Linked DNA regions of Mus musculus: region 1 is linked to region 2. A link is a contact called in public Hi-C data. All regions are on one chromosome and are shown on one strand. Each heading gives the region's core, a stretch centred on a gene start, on an enhancer-like site or on the middle of the called end of the contact. The rest is flanking DNA. Distances are from core to core; before and after follow the strand shown.

Region 1 (5,873 bases), core at 3,163-5,662, 130 kb after region 2:
TGTTTATATCATGAATTAGTTCTCAAGAGGAAGATGAACAAATCACTGTTATATATAAGAACTTAGCTGTATCTTATAAAATATACCACGTGTGTGTAAGCAGACACAGAGAGCACAAATCACATAATTCTACTTTTGCAATTCTAGACCATTCTAAATTCATCCATGATGTCAGAAAGCAGGCTAGAATCTTTGTTTTGTTTTTTTAAAGAATATATATATATATATACATATACATATATATGTATATATGTGTGTGTGTATATACATATATATGTCTATATCTATCTATCTATCAATATATATATATGTCTATATCTATCTATCTATCAATATATATATATATATATATATATATATATATATATATATATATATATATATATATATCATTGCTCTCTTTAGACACACCAGAAGAGGGCATCAGATTTCATTACAGAACTTTGTGGCCACATGTGGTTACTGGGAATTGGGCTCAGGACCTCTGAAAGAGCAGTCAATGCTCTTAACCACTGAGCTATCTCTCCAGCCCAGGCTAGGGTTTTTGTGTGTGTGTGTGTGTGTGTGTGTGTGTGTGTGTGTGTGTGTGTTACTGAAGGCTGAGGAACAAACACAGAAGAGATTTCTAAGAGAAAAATGAAGTATATGAGACAGTGATGGTTCCACAGTGTTGAGCATTTGCCAAAAGTCACTGAGAGCATACACATTTCATTGCATGCAAGTTACAATTTGATAACATTCTTTTATGAGCACCTTAGACTTTAGAACCACTGGGGATCTGGCACTGGGTGGAGATCTCTTTGTTTTAGCTCTTAAAAGGTCTCCACACATTATTTTCATGAATAATCTTTAGCACATCCCTTAAAAATTGTCAGCCATGGCAATGTATGCCACCTTCTGGGGAAGGTGAGACAGGGTGATTGTTGCTCAGGGCTTTGAGACGATCCTGGAAAGCAGAGTGAAAAATGCCACAAACAAACAAACAAAAAACAAAATCATGCATACAGTATGAGTGATGGCTATTCTTGGTTGTCAACTTCACCACATCTAACTCAGATCTTTGAGGTAGGGAAACACACTTTAAATCCAGATCTTTTGAGATAGAAAAAGACGCACCCGTAATCCGGATCTTGAGGAGAGAAGACACACCTTTGTTGGAAATCTTTAATCCAGATCTAACCTGGCCAAACCTTCTGATGACATCATATATAAGGAGCTATAAGAAGGAAGATTTTGCTCTTTACCTGCTTGCTCTCATCTTGCTAACAAGTTCTTTCCTTCACTAGCATTAGAGCCTACTTCTTCAGAGTTCCAGTAAATACTGAAGACCAGCTGAGACATCCAGCCTTGTGGACTGAGCAATTACTAGATTCTTGGATTTTTTTTTTCATAGCCAACCATTGTTCCAGCTAGACTGAAGCCTGTATGTAAGTCATTCTTATAAATCCCATGTGAGTGTGTGTATGTGCCTGTGTTTTCCCATCTCAAAGATCTGGGTTAGATGTAGTCTCTCTCTCTCTCTCTCTCTCTCTCTCTCTCTCTCTCTCTCTCACACACACACACACACACACACACACACGTAGAGAGAAAGAGAGGAATCTCTCTATAAGTTTCGTTACTTTAGAGAACCCTGACTAATACAGTGAGTGTGTCATTTGCAGAAGTGGGACAGAAACAACTGGACATGTAAAACTTTTAAATGGGAAAATAATCAGGTATAGACTGTATAATAACCATAGGCACAGGTCTTTATTTTTAAAATTATTTATTTATTTTCATTTTATGCACACTGATGATTTGACTACATGTTTGTCTGTATGAGGGTGTCATATCCCCTGGAACAGGGGTTACAGATAGTGGTAAGCTGCCATGTGGGTGCTAGAACTGAACCTGGATCTTTTGGAAGAGCAGCTAGTGCTCTTGTCATCTCTCCAGCCCCTAGGTGTAGCCTCCCCTCCCCAGCCTGAAACCTGCTTGCTCAGGTTTCACTGTTTACATCTGGGTGGAACTTGCCACTCAATCATTCTGCCATGCCCACTGCTGGAGCCTACCGCTTTGCTATTCCAGAGTCATACATGTGGTCACCCTGCTACTGGACTCCAGGATTATTTAGTGGGAATCGGGCCCCTTCCCCTCCTTCATAACTGCTTGTCGGGATAATAAAATTGAGCTTTGATCAGAATGACTGTCTTAGCTACATCTTCCTCTCAAACCTCCTAGCCCGTCTTCTCTTCCAGGTTCACAGACATGTGAGCCGCTGGCCGGACACAACATCTAGGCATAGGCTTTTTATTTTATTTTGTTTTGGTTTTTTTTTTTTTTTTTTTTTCGAGACAGGGTTTCTCTGTATATCCCTGGCTGTCCTGAAACTTACTTTGTAGGCCAGGCTGGCCTCGAACTCAGAAATCCTCCTGCCTCTGCCTCCCAAATGCTGGGATTAAAGGTGTGTGCCACCACACCCGGCTCAGGCATAGGCTTTTAAAAGGAGAATTACCAATGCAGAGAAATGAAACCCATAAAAAGTGACCAAGTAAACATTACAAGAAGCACCAAAATAGAACAAGAAATGTCAAGTGTGCATGTAGTACCCAGATATACACAATGCAAAACACCCATACACATACTTTTAAAAAATATTAATAAAAGACAATTGACTAGCAGTTGGGTGACAGGAGAAAGTGCTTGATGATATTAATAGGAGGGATATTAGAAACACTAGAAATGAGGATGAGGGAATTTTGGCTAGAAGTAGACTAGAGGGAGGACTACCATACAACAGAGGACAGTCCCATTTCCCGGGAGGCTGAGGCTCAGGTGCCCTGCAAATCAGGCCAGATTGTTCTTTTGGAGGAAAAAAAAAATCAAAAAAGAATGAGGGTTTGGGGCTACAACATAGGGTGTTTTGGGTGATGGTCCTCTTAGCCAAACAGCTGCCATGTTTTGGATTTCTGATGCATCCTTTGCAAAATGATTACCCTATCTGGGATTGTTAATTGTTACCATCCAGTAATGGAGGAATGGAGAGGGTTGCCAGATCTTTACCAAAGCAACTGGTCTCTTCCTACCTACCACCTGTTGTAAGCAACACAACTCTTCCTTATTTATATGAATCTTAGGGAGGGGTTAAATTTATTGGTGGGGTTGGGGGTAACTAAAAGCTAGAGGCAACATCTATGCCTCTATATGTCCTGATCCCTATTTGGTAAAGGCTTTTTAGGTGGGATCCATTGGCATGTGTGCAGTGGTGGTAGAATCTACATTCCTGTACGTAGCACTTCATTTGTGCCTTGTAAGGGAGTCCAAAAAGCCACTTGGTTCTTCAGAGTGAACTTCAGTGGAATTGTGCCCTGGCTTGTTATTGAAACCTTAGGAGAAGGGGTAGATATTAATTACATCTCCCCCTGGGAGGGAAGTTGTAGGCTTAGAATTTTTTAAAACCCATGTTATTTAGGGTTCTAGAATGCTTCAACCTCCCTTCTAGCCCACCATACCAATGCAAGAGCATCATCATTGAAGACCAGCAAAGCATTGCAAGGGGAACCAATGCAAGAGCATAGCTCACTGTCTGTTGGATTCTACTTATACTCTTTCCAAACATCACACATCCTCTCAAGGGGCTGCCACAGCAAAATATCCTCTCATAAGACAGCTTCCAAAAAATATCACATGACACAACTGGGTCTCCAAAAAAAAATCCTCAGGAATTTCTACTTCAGGAAGTTTAGCAAAATAGGACAAGATGACCTGCTAAAGTGACCTTGGGCATTAAACATGGATAGGATAGATACAGAAGGAAAAAGAAATGGGCTGAGGGTTGGGGAATCATGGGAGATATAGGCTATGAAAACAAACAGGCCTGTTTGTTGGCTTTAAAATGGGCGAGATTCTCTTGTGTTCCTTCTCTGTCCCTTGAAGAGGTCTTCTGAATGTAGCAATTCTGTTCTTTCCCCCAACTCTTTCTCTGGACACATGGATTACAGATTTTTTTCCAGTCCAGTGACTGTGCTTCTCAGGAAGAGTCTAGACAAATCTAGATCTGGTCACTCCTCTTCAAATTGTTGTAGGGCTCCGGCTGTGCATACTGCCTTTGCCCCTGTGCAGCTCTTGCCGATGTCCTCTGTGCTACTTGGAGTCTGTGTGAAAATTCAGTGTGTACTTCAGGTCCATCAGATTTTTGGCGTGCAGAATGCTATTTAGGTATAATTTAGTTTCTCTTCTACAGTCTCACAGGGTTTTGTTTATCAGATATCCACATTCCACTTTGTCTGAGTTTCCCAAAAATGAGGTACACAGATGGTCTTGGGCTTCTGAGCTTCAGTGAGAGGTCTTTTTGAAATGATGTCTTGTGCCTGCTCTGTCAGTTGCCAGTGCTGTGCACCGAGTGCCAAGGAGAGTGTGGGGTAGGAGCAGGATATTTGTGGTTTCTCTTTCTGCTATTGCTGCTGCTGCTCTGGGAATGGCCTTTCCCCCCAGCTGTTCTGAGTGTCTGTTCCTTTTCTGAGAGCTATTTTTTTTCAGCTTTCTCAAAATGATTCCCTACAGACTCTAACTGACTGTCTTAGTCAGGATTTCTATTTCTGCACAAACATCATGACTAAGAAGCAAGTTGGGGAGGAAAGGGTTTATTCAGCTTACACTTCCATACTGCTGTTGATCACCAAAGGAAGTCAGGACTGGAACTCAAGCAGGTCAGGAAGCAGGAGCTGATGCAGAGGCCATAGAGGGATGTTACTTACTGGCTTGTTTCCCCTGGCTTGCTCAGCCTGCTCTCTTATAGAACCCAAGACTACCAGCCCAGAGATGGTCCCACCCACAAGGGGCCTTTCCCCCTTGATCACTAATTGAGAAAATGCCTTATAGTTGGACCTCATGGAGGCATTTCCTCAACTGAAGCTCCTTTCTCTGTGATAACTCCAGCTGTGTCAAGTTGACACAAAACTAGCCAGTACACTGACCTTGTCTTGGTGTCAGCACCATGTCTTCTTACAGTCCCAGGCTGCATATTTCTTTGGAAGAAGTTATCATGTTAAGGATGGGAGGATTCAGATCTCGGTAAGACAGGGTGAAGGCTCTGTATGTGTCCATTCATGAAAAGTCTGTTTCAGGCTTTCCTTAAAGCACAATTTAAACACCTTGTTATTTAAAGAGTTTATGTCTAGGTATGTCCAGGCCTTAGATGGTTTCAAATTTTGTCAGGACAGCAGTAAATGGAAAGTGAGTTGCAGAGCTGAGGGCCTGCCCAGGCTACTGGAGTGAGGAGGATGAAAATGGTGGAACATGTCAGACACATTTGACACAGAAAACACACACACACATACACACACACACACACACACACACACACACACACACGAACAAATATACACCTCCCAAGGGTTGAATTCAAAAGTAAAAGCAGGGATAAGAGTAAATACTGTTACATAGGGAATTGGATTAACATAACTAAAATTTTTAAAAGATTTATTTATTTTATGTATAGGAGTACACTGTCACTGTCTTCAGACACACCATAAGAGGGCATCAGATCCCATTACAGGTGGTTGTCAGCAACCATGTGGTTGTTGGAAATTGAACTCAGGACCTCTGCAAGACCAATCAGTGCTTGTAAAACCCCTGAGCCATCTCTCCAGCCCTAAAATAACTAATTTTAAAGATAATCTTTTATATATCTGAGCCTTATGAATCTCTACCTAATTTTTACTTAATAGCATTTTAAAAAATAGAGCAAATAAACACGGATGCAGGGGATGTGGGTAGTACACACCCGGAGTGAACACTCTGGTGCGTGATCACTCAGGCATGATAAAACAAATGTTGTCATTAAATAATTTTTTATTTAGTATACCTTGGTTTTATAGGAGAAATTAATTTGC
Region 2 (6,048 bases), core at 265-2,764:
ACAGCCAAGTTTCTCTTTCCTTCTTTATTGTTTTCCGTTAACTATATTTAATAGACAAAATACCGCAGGAACTGACTTGCCAAAAGGACACTTATTTTTTTTTTCTTCAGAATCAATAGATAACAAAGGAATCAAAAAGCTAAGCAGTTTTCAAAACCTAAGTGGATCCATAGCCTGACATGAAAGGTAATTACCAATTTGGTGGATGTCTTTGGACGCTGGACCTTATGACCAAATTTTTTTGATCTGTCTCACAAATTCATTCTCTTTCCTCCCCCTTTCTCCCTCCCTCCCCTCCCTCCCCTCCCTCCCTCCCTCCCCTCCCTCCCTCCCTCCCCTCCCTCCCTCCCTCCCTCCCTCCCTTTCTCCCACAGGTATGTTCTCAGCAAACAAATGAAAATCTAATGAAGATGCACTCTACACAGTCATAGCCCTGCACATGATCAGTGAATAAGAAGTGAGACGAGCTAGTAAACAAATGAGATTCAAAGCAAAAGCAGTCACTTACTTTAACAAGAAACTTAAAACTGACTTTTAAATTTTAGCCATAGAATGTTTTTTGGTAAACATGAAAATAAGATGCATTAGTACTTCAGTTTTATTTTAAAGTTCAGTATTTTAGATTTTTATTATTTCGCCTATAAATTTTCTTTAGATTGCAGCATCACTGAGAACAAATACTATGAGTAGAATTTATCACTATTAATATGAAAATATATAGATATTATTTGGGATAAATACTATTTTTTTCTCTCGGCTTGAGAGCTTTTCGATTTCTTCTCAATATTTTTTATTTTCTTTACACACACTAAATAGCCCATGCTTCCTTCAATATCTTGTTAAAATAAAAAGTCAATCAGGATTTTACATAAAAGAGACAAATGCCATGGATTTTCTCTACTAATGTTATAGAAAATAAAGAGAGACCACCAAATGTCTATCAAGAAAAATACATGCAAGAACCAGTCAGACTGCTTCACTCCAGCTATGCAAATAATAAACTTTTGCCCTTTCCACTGCAAGGTAGTTCCGCTGTGGTGAAGGCTGCTGCGAGACTAGCAGACACACTAAACCTCCACTGGCAACCACAGGACAGCTCCTTTACAATGTCAATACTTTCTAGAGCACAGGACCAGGCTCGAACAGAGATTCTGTGTCTCCCTGGCTCTCAGGAGATATTGTTCATCTACTAGACAGCAAGGTCTAGAAAACACTCTTCAAAAACATGCAAATGTTTTCAGATTCCTTGACTTGATGAGTATGGCCATGGTGCTGTAATTTCTAGGGTAGAATAAAAACTACCAGATTCAGATGCATTCTATATGATCCTAGACATAAGCAAGCAGTCAGAAATCTATAGCTCATCTCAGTGACCAGTGGCAGCTATTCTGCTGACCTGTATATAAAAGATTATCTCACTTGTGGCTAATCCATCAGCATGCAGATGCTGCCTCCACCGTCCAGGAATGCCAGTACTAATCATGGCATGTGAGTAAACATTTTTGCTGCCAAAAGGAAAATCTACACAGAGAGAAAAGAGCTGCCAAAGAAATTAGGGCTTTGGTAATTATGAAACCACAAGGCACTAGGATTCTTACATCAGTCAGAGATGAATGAGAACACTTGCAAAAGTATTTCACCATTAGTCTGATTTGTGAAAGAAAGCCACAGGAAAAACAACAGGAATTTTTAAATTCCTTTATTACCCAATACAATTATATGTTTCAGCCTAAACTAATGCTGGCAGTGCTCCACGGGATTCTTTCATTCCTCAAGGGTAAAATGAGAAGCAGAACAAATATGGGCAGTCTATGTTAGCCTTTCCCTGTGTATCTTAGAGAGACATCTCTGTTTGGAAATGGGTATTAAAACCTGCCTGCTGATACAGTTTTGATTCACTATTGTCACAAAGATAGTGGCTGAAACAAAAACAAACCTCAGGTCCCCAAAACCACATCAATATCTCTCTCCTTATGAAAGCACCATTCTTTCATGTTCAACTCCCACAGTGCCCTTTTCATCACCTTCCTGCTTCCAACTTCTATTTTCCCTTCATATGTTAGCTATGTAACACACACACACACACACACACACACACACAGACACACACACACCAGTCACCAAAATTCCAACTCAGTTTACATCTAACTCCCCCGTCAGACAGGTAATGGTTCTTTAATTTAGAATAAGAAAACACTTTCTGGAAAATGGTAAAATTATAATGCAAAAGTAAAATATAAGTATGTCCTGTGATATTTAGTTTCACCTGAAAAATGAAAAAAAAGAAAAAGAAAAACGTCAACCAAAATTTCCCAATAACTCAAACAACTACCATCTAGACGTCAAAATAAAATGGTGTACCTCTCAATTATATGAATGTGACAATATCCAGAAAACCATAGTACAGGAACTTCCAAATCTCAGTAAGAGGCATGAATGCAAACTGTTTGCATAGCATAAACTGCTCAGGAAACTCGGGGACCATTTGATTACCACTAAGTTGTCATGGCTCCCCTCAGTGTTAGGGGAGAAGCTTGATAAATTCTGTGACTAATAGCTCTCACTCCTGCAACCTTCACACAGGCCTCCTTTGCTCAAGTCAACACACCCAGCCAGGCTACAGCTTTTTCTTTCTCGGCTGGCATAAATGAGGTGTCTAATTAACTCATTCCTGACAGGATCAGAGATGAGGACAATTAGAGCCTTTAGCTACTCTTCACAAACGTGCCTGCTTACACTGGGAATCATGAAACTTAGTCTTTTAAGAGGACAGAGATCACAGAAAGAAGAAAGGAAGGAAGAAGGAACAATTACGAGCTATAAGAGACAAAAGATTCAAATGAGGTCTGACACCTTCTCCTACCATATTCTTTTATACAATTTAATTCTACAAAAAAAAAATTTTTTTTAAATCACAGAGAAAAAGTACCAAAAATGTAATTCAGTTGCAGCTACTGGAATAATCATATGAAGAACTTAACATAGCACTGGCCAAACTCAGACTGCAAAATCAAAAAAAAAAAAAAATTACAAATAACTTCTCCAAATATACACTTCTGTTAATCATGTAATCTGAATTTTTAAAGAAGTCTTTCTTTGAAACATTTTAAATTAATATTTGTCAAAAGTATTATGCTAAATTCATTTTGAAGAATGACTGTCATTTAGTTCTACATATGTGTTAACCTCACTGATGAAACATGGCCACAAAGTGATGTGAAAAGCAGCACCAGCAAGACCTCCATATATGGCAGGAGGTGGATTCCCAAGGAAGCTTCAAAGTAGTTTGGGGGTTGGTTGGTTGATTGGTTGGTTGGTTTTGGATTTTTTTTTCCTCTTAGGATACCCTTGAGAATCTGGAAACACAACTTCAACTGTTGCTCTCCATCACACCCCTCAGACCAAGTTCTAGGATAGAAGGAGAACTCGTACTGGAGACACAAAACAAGATCTTTATCATTCCATAGAAAAACCAAACACTCCTGTCTTGGGCAGAGTTACCATTTCCTAAAGTGTCCCTGAAATAAAAATAAGAGCTAAAAGGTTGGCTTCAGAGGACTTCCTGACTATGACTCAGGCTGCTAAAAGTCAGAATAAAAGGAGAGAAAGCCAAAACCTCATCCAAGCAAGTCACTAACTACAGGAGTGGCTGTCAGTAAACTCAAAAACAAGATCTGCAACAGATAAATGACAATACAGCTAATTCACTCAAAAAAAAAAAATCTGGCTCTGTGCGTGTTTTATACCATGATATGTTCACCAAGAAAAATAATATTCTGCCAAGGAACATCTTAATAACACAGGAAATTGTCTATGCCTGATAAGGTCACTGTGTTCATAAACAAAATCTCTTGAGACTAAACTGGCTCCTGAGCAATGCAAGGATATACATTTAAGAAATATAAACAATTCAGTCAATTTTCTAAGGAACAGAAAGACTACCTGACCACGGTGTGACTACTCGAGGTCCAGGCCTGTGTATGCCCCCAACTGCATGTCTCTGGAATCCTAAATCAGCCACAGCATAGGAGGCCACTTTTGCATTAGTGGAAAGGTACTGACTTGGCAAGTTCATTGGTTTTTAAACTCTCCTCCCATGGCACTAGGGTGCCATAAATCAAGACTGTGGTTTTCTATAGCTAGAATCAAACAGTAGGTATCTGTCCTCAGTGTTTTTTCCCATCATTTTTTTTTTCTTATACATTTGGAACTTGAAACCACTAGTCTGGTTAGAAAAGCAGAAATTTATTACTAACATAAAAGAGCAGATTTGGGTTTTTATTTTTCCAGTTTCATGTGTTCAAAGTTGGAATTTCAAACTTCATACCTAAAATAGTCATAGTACTACTAAAATTATTGCTGGTTCAAGTAACAGAATCAAGCATACCAGGTTTTCATAACATTCCAACAAATAAAAAGTAAACATATCCTCTATACATCTCTCTTGTAGCTGACTACACAATCAGATTTGGACCCGCAAATATCAGAACTTCTAAGAGAAGGTGCTGGTTACAGGAAGTAACAGCTCAATCCACACTGCTCCCCTCCTGGCCTCCAGGAGCCACCGCTGCTCCCCTTGCTCTTCCCGTCCTGTATGCCACACCACTCCTTTCTAACACCTTATCTGCTCTATCACAACCTCAAAATGACTGCTCTTGATGATGAACAGCAGCCTCCTGTATCTCTAACTGTCTCAGTGATGCCAGCATTACTCTACAGATGTGAAAGAATCCAATGAAAAGTTTGAGCAACCTCTTCAGATGTCAAATTAAGAATGGTTACATCTATCTTAGAACCTAGTGTAAAATACCGGATGATGGTATAAGGGCCAGTGCCAATAATGGTCCTAATGGTGAACAAGTACCATAAAAATTACCTACAAGCTGAAATCATGTGGCTACTTCAAATTTTCATCAAGAGGCCTGCACCAAGCTGGTCAGCCTAGAGGGTACAGACCATGTTCCTCCTCTGAGCTTCCTGTAGCAACTCTACCACCTTGCTCCCACCACAAGTTGCATGTACTCTGACTGCTGTGACATCCAACCATACTAAGTTGTACAAACTGATCTTTTCACAAAGCCTTTACTACCTTGAGAATTATATTTTGCCTTTTTCTCCTTGTTTCTTCATCCACATTGTGGACAGCTGTCAAGTACTTTTTAAGTTGGCAAATGAATAACTGGAAGTCTAAGGAACTTTGTTTAGAATATAATGTCACATTAAGTTAAAAAATATATAGCTAAGGTAAATGTGAGCAATCTTGAAGCAAGTGACCGAATAAAGCTGGGGCTCTTTTTCAAGGCACACTTCATGTCCCCAAGAGTAAACGGTGATGTGCCTCAATCTTCCATCTTTTTCCCTCTACATTTCTCTTCTTCTTCTTCCTTTCTTAAAAGATGAGGTTTATGAGTAATAGTCATGTTTCACTTCTTTCTAATTACTCCTCTTTAGCTGTCTGAGTTTCTACAAACTGCACAAAGTAGATATGTAATATAAGTTATTCACCATAAAAAGTATCCATGACCAAACCTGCCTTTATTCCTGGCCCCTATACCTATATCATTCAAATCTAAGATCTACTGGGAAGTGAAACAAAGACCACTTAACTAACCAACAGAAAATGTGAGCCTCAGTTTGAAACAGAAAATTCTATATAATTTAAATATCAAACCTCAAATGGAATTACAAATAAGTATTAATTAACTAATACAGTGCCTTTATATGCTGATTTCACAGATGATATTCTAGAAAAAAAACCTATTAACTATGCTTTTACCATAGAAATCACAAAATTAAATTTCTACTATGCTTCTTCATTTCATTGGTGTTTAAATTGAAGAAATCCATTGCATTCTTCAAATACTAGCCAAAGTATATCAATTGCTTATTTTACAAGAAACTTTAAAAGTAAGATAAAGCAAAGAAAACACATGGTGGGACTCGTGTCTCTAGTTGCATATGTGGCAGAGGATGGCCTAGTCGGCCATCAATGGGAGAAGAGGCCCTTGGTCTTGCGAAGATTCTATGCCCCAGTGTAGGGGAATGCCA

The links. A called contact is a pair of places that touch in the nucleus more often than the background predicts.
Region 1: a Hi-C map of the C2C12 cell line shows a contact between it and region 2, with 1.6 times the contacts expected there. The contact joins two enhancer-like sites. A contact is called at or near these places in 3 of 484 Hi-C or Micro-C datasets (3T3-L1-derived adipocytes, the C2C12 cell line and nephron progenitors) and 1 of 115 datasets of contacts at active chromatin or transcription factors (pancreatic cancer cells).

The regions. Positions count from the first base shown.
Region 1 is chr13:32,394,434-32,400,306 of GRCm38.p6, forward strand. No RefSeq gene overlaps it. Among named protein-coding and RNA genes, the nearest start is that of Gmds, 59 kb to the left of the region's middle. Within about 2 kb of position 4,413, at least 19 of the 459 cell types and tissues checked have an H3K27ac peak or open chromatin away from gene starts, as enhancers often do. A contact at or near this core is called in the C2C12 cell line, where this site is marked.
Region 2 is chr13:32,265,872-32,271,919 of GRCm38.p6, forward strand. All of the region lies in intron 1 of Gmds (GDP-mannose 4, 6-dehydratase), which reads right to left. Among named protein-coding and RNA genes, the nearest start is that of Gm52055, 35 kb to the left of the region's middle. Within about 2 kb of position 1,515, at least 37 of the 459 cell types and tissues checked have an H3K27ac peak or open chromatin away from gene starts, as enhancers often do. A contact at or near this core is called in the C2C12 cell line, where this site is marked.